2 separate regions of the Sus scrofa genome follow, and region 1 is linked to region 2. A link is a contact called in public Hi-C data. All regions are on one chromosome and are shown on one strand. The core of a region is the stretch at or near the end of the contact, and the rest is flanking DNA. Distances in the headings are between cores, read along the strand shown. Region 1 holds the start of PRDX3 (peroxiredoxin 3). Region 2 holds the start of FAM45A (protein FAM45A).

Region 1 (2,700 bases), core at 155-2,654, 84 kb after region 2:
GATCCCTGGCCTCGCTCAGTGGGTCAGTGATCTAGTGCTGCTGTGAGCGGTGGTGTAGGTCGAAGACTCAGCTCGGATCCCACGTGGCTGTGGCTGTGGCGTAGGCCGGCAGCTGTAGCTCTGATTTGACCCCAGCCTGGGAACTTCCATATGCTGCGGGTGCGGCCCTAAAAAGCAAAAATAAATAAGTAAATAAATAAAGGTAACGATATGAAGAGATATGTTCATTACTTTGACTGTATTTATCATTTCATTATGTATATGTACATGGAATCATAATGTACACTTCAAATACATATAACTTTTATTTTAAAATATATATAAATAAATGAAGGGGGGAAAAAGACTGCAAGGGAGCTCCCTGGTAGCTCAGCAGGTTAAGGATCTGGCATGGTCACTGCAGGGGACCGAGTTCAATCCCTGGACCTGGAACTTCAGCATGCTGTGGGTGCAGCCAAAAAAAAAAAAAAAGACTGCAAGGCAGGGGGGATTTATAAAAACACAAAGACTCCATGCTTTTAACAGCAACCCAGAGGATTAAAAAACCAAGGAGACTTGGCCAGGCCCTTTTCCAGCAGAACTTCTGAACTTGTTCTACAATGTCAAGGTTTTCCTTGGAAAAGACAAGGCCCTTTCAAGCTCTACAGAGAAGCAAACAAATAGAGCAAAGTTCAGCCTCTGGGAGAGTTTGGACAGGGCTCAAGGCAAAGGTTTGCTTAACTTCAGTGTTTGGCGTGACTCAGGACCAGCCTGCGTTGAACCCCAGCATGAGAAAGGGGAGAGCGGACAGCAAGAGGGTACCAGGCTTTGCGAGAGAAAAATAGCAGGGCCGGCTGGCCCTGGAGAGTAAGGAAAAAGTGCCTTTTGCACGTAAGCCCTTTGGTTACTTGAACATTTTGGTTTTCATCCAGCACTTAAGTGGATGCTCACGGAAACCTTGAGATAGGCAGGCATCATTCTATGTTGAGTTAGGAAAGTTAACAGGTTCAGAAAGACGAAGAAGTCACTTGTTCAAGGTCATAGAGTCGGTCCCAGAACGGAATCAAGGGCCAGGTCGCCTGCCTCCAGAGCCAGGTGCTCAGGTGGAGAGGGGACTGGGGACCCACGACTAGGAGGGAAGAGGGATTTGGGTAGGGGACCGCGAGGTGGGGTGGGGGAAGGGCAGTTATGCGCACGCGCAGGGAGCCTTCCCTAGAAGAGGAGGCCTCAGGTCCGTTACCCTCTGACATCCTCAGAGAGGGTGAAAGACCCCCAGGCCGCAAGGGAGCGGGATCCCATTTGAAAAGCACGTTCTCGGAGCCACCTCAGTGCCTCCGCGCCTGTGCCCCGCCAGCAGCCACTCACCGAAGCCCGGAGCAACCTTCCCGCCGCCGCCGCCGCCGCCGCCGCCATCTTCGGTGCGCACTGGGGCCTCGGGCCAGAGAAGCAAAGAAGGCGGGATCTACGGGGGCGTGGCCAGATGGGCGGGGCCTCGGCGGGCAGGGAGGGGCCTGGGTTGCAGCCCTGGCCAGGGATGGAGCCGGGAGCCAGGACCCGGAGTCCTATGCCCTCGCCGCCTTTTGGGCACCCTCTGGCTGTAAACGTCCCAATCGCTGGGTCCCTCGGCCCGGCTTCCGGTTGGGATAATTCCCGTTAAAGCTTCTAAGTAGCTAAATGCTTGTGAAAGCGACACTTTGTTTCTGTTTGTTGCCCCAACCTCTAGGACTAATCCAGGCAGGAAGCTAGATATTTCTATACTTGTTACTTTTTTGTTAACCTCCGTGGATTATTGTTGCAGTAAAAGGATCCGTTTCCTATTTCGACCACAGGCTTCTGCACGAAATGGCATTAGTTATCAATGAAATTTTAGCCGATTAATAAGCAGAGTGGGTCAGACCCTGCAAGGCTTTGTTGTCCTGAAAATCCCTGGATGATGCGTGAGCTCCCATTTTGGTTTCCCTTCACAACAATGGGGGAATTGGGACAAATTTAAAATGTGTTTTCTCTCAATTAGTAAAGCCAAGTGCTCAGGGGGAACATGGTACTTTGAAGCAAGTTCATTAAACATGATAAAAATCATACAGTGGCCTTACAGTAAGTGTGACAAAATGTAAACTCTAAGTGGGCATTTTCCAAAGGCCAAGCCTGTTATCTGAAAAACTGGATCCACCTCTTGGTGGATATGGAGCCAAAAGACACAACCCAGGCAAAGATCTGGAGAAGGAAGCATTTATTACTTGCTGCAAGTAAAGAAAACATGGAGGATCTGTCCCAAAGCAGTATCTCCTCAAACAGCCAGATTTGGTTAGTTTTAAGCTAAGGGAACATGCATATTCAAGAAGGGGCTTGGGTGGCAGACAGAATCCAAACTTTAGTTCATATGTTTTTGTTTGTTTGTTTTTTCTTTTTAGGACCGCACTGCAACATATGGAAGTTCCCAGGCTAAGGGTGAAATTGGAACTGCAGCTGCAGGCCTATGCCACAGCCAAGGCAATGTTAGATCTAAACTACATCTTCAACCTATGATGCAGCTTGCAGCAATGCCAGATCCTTAACCCACTGAGTGAGGCCAGGGATTGAACCTACCTTCTCATGGACGCTATGTCACGTCTTAACCTGCTGAGCCACATCGGAAACTCCCCAAGCTGTAGTTGATTGAAGTCATGAGAGTCAGAAAAGGTCAACATTATCCCTTAGGTTCCAGTTGGTCTGGCAGTTGAG
Region 2 (2,752 bases), core at 158-2,657:
ATAAGCTCGCAAGCATAAAACTGTGACTGACACGGTATATTCATCTCCAGTACAGATGAGAACCAACCCTTGTTTGAGTAGAGGAAAGGTGAAAATATGAGCAATGGATACACTAACACTTATAAGCCCTAAATAATAATAAAAGTTGTTTAAGACCAGAGGCACGTATATTAGATTTGCACTTCCATAACGTCAACGTAATAAATGCCTCTTGAATAGACCGGCACACACACAAGTTTCCCAAAAGCTCCAGTGGCTTAAGTACACAAACGGAAATAAAAATCGCAAGCAGCAGTGCCATGGTGGGGAAAAAAAGACCGATCTGGAAGTTAAGAAACCTTGGTTTGGTCTCCAAGCTCAACAACTAACTCCCAGAGTGACCTTGGACAAATCTGTCTCTCTAGGCCTCACTTTCGTTATCTTTACGAGAGAACTTGAAGTCTCTCTCATAGTATTAACTCTGTCCCAACTTCTGAGAGTCGAAGTAAGCTGCTGACTGCCAATAATCAATGCCAGAAAACACAGGAAACCAGTTAAATGGGTCAGAGTCCCCGAAGAGGAGACAGTGGCCAGAGGGGAAAGGGACGTGGACCCTGACCCAGAAGAGCGAGGCGCTAGATTGGGGGGGGGGGGGCGCCCGGAGGTGTCAGCGGGAGGGCCGGAGGTGGGACCGCCGGCTCCCGGCCGGACGGGAGGTGGAGTCGAGGTTCTCGCGTGCATTGTCCCCGGGAGGGAGCCATGTTTCCTCCTCCCCGGCACTCCCAGATGGCGGCCGGGGGCGCGGAGCCTCAGCAGAAAGCCCGTGGTCTGGAGGGCAAGCGGAGGCGGGAAGGGAGAAGCTCCGGCCCGGGTAGGCCTGTCCCAGGAGCTGCGGCCCAGACGGCGGCGGGGGGAAGTAGGGTCCCCACAGCGACGGTTCCGGGCTGCGCGCCTCTCACCCCCACGTCGGTTGGAGCGAAAGAGGCAACATGCCCAACCACGGGCTGGGTCGGTGGCGGGCAGGCCGCATCGGCCTCCTGTGCAGCTGCAGGCGGGCAGCAGAGCAGAGAGAAGCAGTCCCCGGCCCCGCGACCTCCCAGGCCTCGGGCCGCCCCAGCCCGGCGCGCCCCGATCCCCTACTCACCGTTGGCGCGTTTGAGGGCATTTTCCGGCCTCTGGAAGTAGGCCGGCATCTTGGCGGCAGGCTCAGCTCACCCGGCGTTAGCGAACTCCTTAGGGGCCCGGGCCGGGAGAGGAGACGAAGGGGAACCAGCGCGAGGCTCCACGCGCCTCGCCAGCAGTCGCCCGCGCCCAGCCGGCCAGAGACGGAAAGGAAGAAGCCACGTGACCCCCGCGCGGCGGCGCCGCCGCCGCCGAGGCCCCGGATGTAGAGGCGGGTCTCCGCGCACGCACCGCCTCTCCCCGCGCGCAGGCGCGTTGGCGTCACGCGTGCCCGCTGACGTGGCGATGGCAGGCGTCCTTGAGTTCCGTCGCCTCTTCGGGACTCCGCTGGGAAACGTTAGGGAGCCGGTTGTCAGGCCTTTCGCTCCTGGAGCGAAAATCGGAGTGGGCAAGGTGAGAGTTGGGTCAGAGCTTCTGGCTGGCGAGAAGGCAGGTGTCTGCATAGAGTCGTCCCTAACTTGATTTATGCAAAGTTTTTCGAAGTTACCGTCAGGTCGCTCTGCCTAGGGAATGGCCTGACTTGGCTGCATTAATTGCCAGATTGGTTCATTTAACAAAAATACGTTGGGCAGATATTAGGCCAGCAATACTTGCCACTGGGAGATTGTGGTGACCTGTCACATGGCAGACTAGCATGAGGAGGGATGTAATAAATAACTAAACAAATAAGCGATCTTATTTCATATCTAGGTAAAATTTTAAAGCTGGTGACACAGAGGTTGCCTGGTCCCTCAGAGAAGGCGAGTTTTGAGCCGAGACCTGAAGGATGGGAATAGACTGTTAACAACAGTCTGACAGGGGACAAAAAGACCTGCAGCAAAACAGACCCTCAAAATATTTGAAAATATATGCGAGTGTTGTTGCCTTTATATTCAGCACATATCGTAAACACATGTAGGAAAAATGAGTGTTAGTGAAAAAAATCCATATATAACAGGCCCTTTGTTACAGTCTTATTATTGATTAATAATTTTAATGTGAAAACATTGTACGTAGAACTTGAAAGCCATTTACACTGAAGCTAACCATTCAAGCCTTGTGTGAAATTAAGATGAGTTCAGAAGAAAAATTCAGAAAGCACCAGTGGAATAAATTGTTGCAAATTTATTACGCATTTTGTAATAATAGATGGGATATGTGAATTGAGAGAGTGCTACATTAAGGAGTGAGGAAACTACAGTACCTGCGCACAGAAAGCATTTCCCCTGCATTCCTTTGCCTCATAAAAAAAGATTGTTCTATTTAACTTTATCACTGTGAAGAAAGAAAATTTCTCTTTTCTTTGTTGGGGCCCTGTGTGCAGTGGCTGCAAACAGCAGCCTGCCAGGTGATGTCTGCAGTTTGTCGCTTGTCTGGGTTGCCCTAGGGGATATAGGAGACAACCCTTTCCAGTGGACATTCATGATAGGCATGCTGTCCCCTATGTAGGCTCCAGACAGGTATGCCCCAGTGCCTTTGCAAAGCCCAGGGCACAGTGGCCAGGGTCCACATTGCTCAAGTTATAATGTCCACCTGCACCAAAGCTGCAGAACAAGGATCCCTATGCAAGGCCAAGTTCAAGTTTGCTGGCCGCCAGAAGAGCCACATCTCC

What was found. Hi-C and Micro-C count contacts between places; a contact is called where the count stands out from the background.
Region 1: a Hi-C map of skeletal muscle shows a contact between it and region 2, with 3 times the contacts expected there. The contact joins the promoter of PRDX3 here to the promoter of FAM45A in region 2. A contact is called at or near these places in 7 of 47 Hi-C or Micro-C datasets (fetal liver, heart right ventricle, liver and 2 more) and 1 of 2 datasets of contacts at active chromatin or transcription factors (alveolar macrophages).

What each region holds. Positions count from the first base shown.
Region 1 is chr14:129,089,386-129,092,085 of Sscrofa11.1, forward strand. It overlaps PRDX3 (peroxiredoxin 3), which reads right to left and starts at 1,405. Exons shown (of 7, transcript NM_001244531.1): 1 at 1,345-1,405. The coding sequence starts at 1,392.
Region 2 is chr14:129,005,802-129,008,553 of Sscrofa11.1, forward strand. It overlaps FAM45A (protein FAM45A), which reads left to right and starts at 1,408. Exons shown (of 9, transcript XM_013983795.2): 1 at 1,408-1,554. EIF3A (eukaryotic translation initiation factor 3 subunit A) reads right to left here and starts at 1,367. Exons shown (of 22, transcript XM_001928342.6): 1 at 1,124-1,367. The coding sequence starts at 1,172.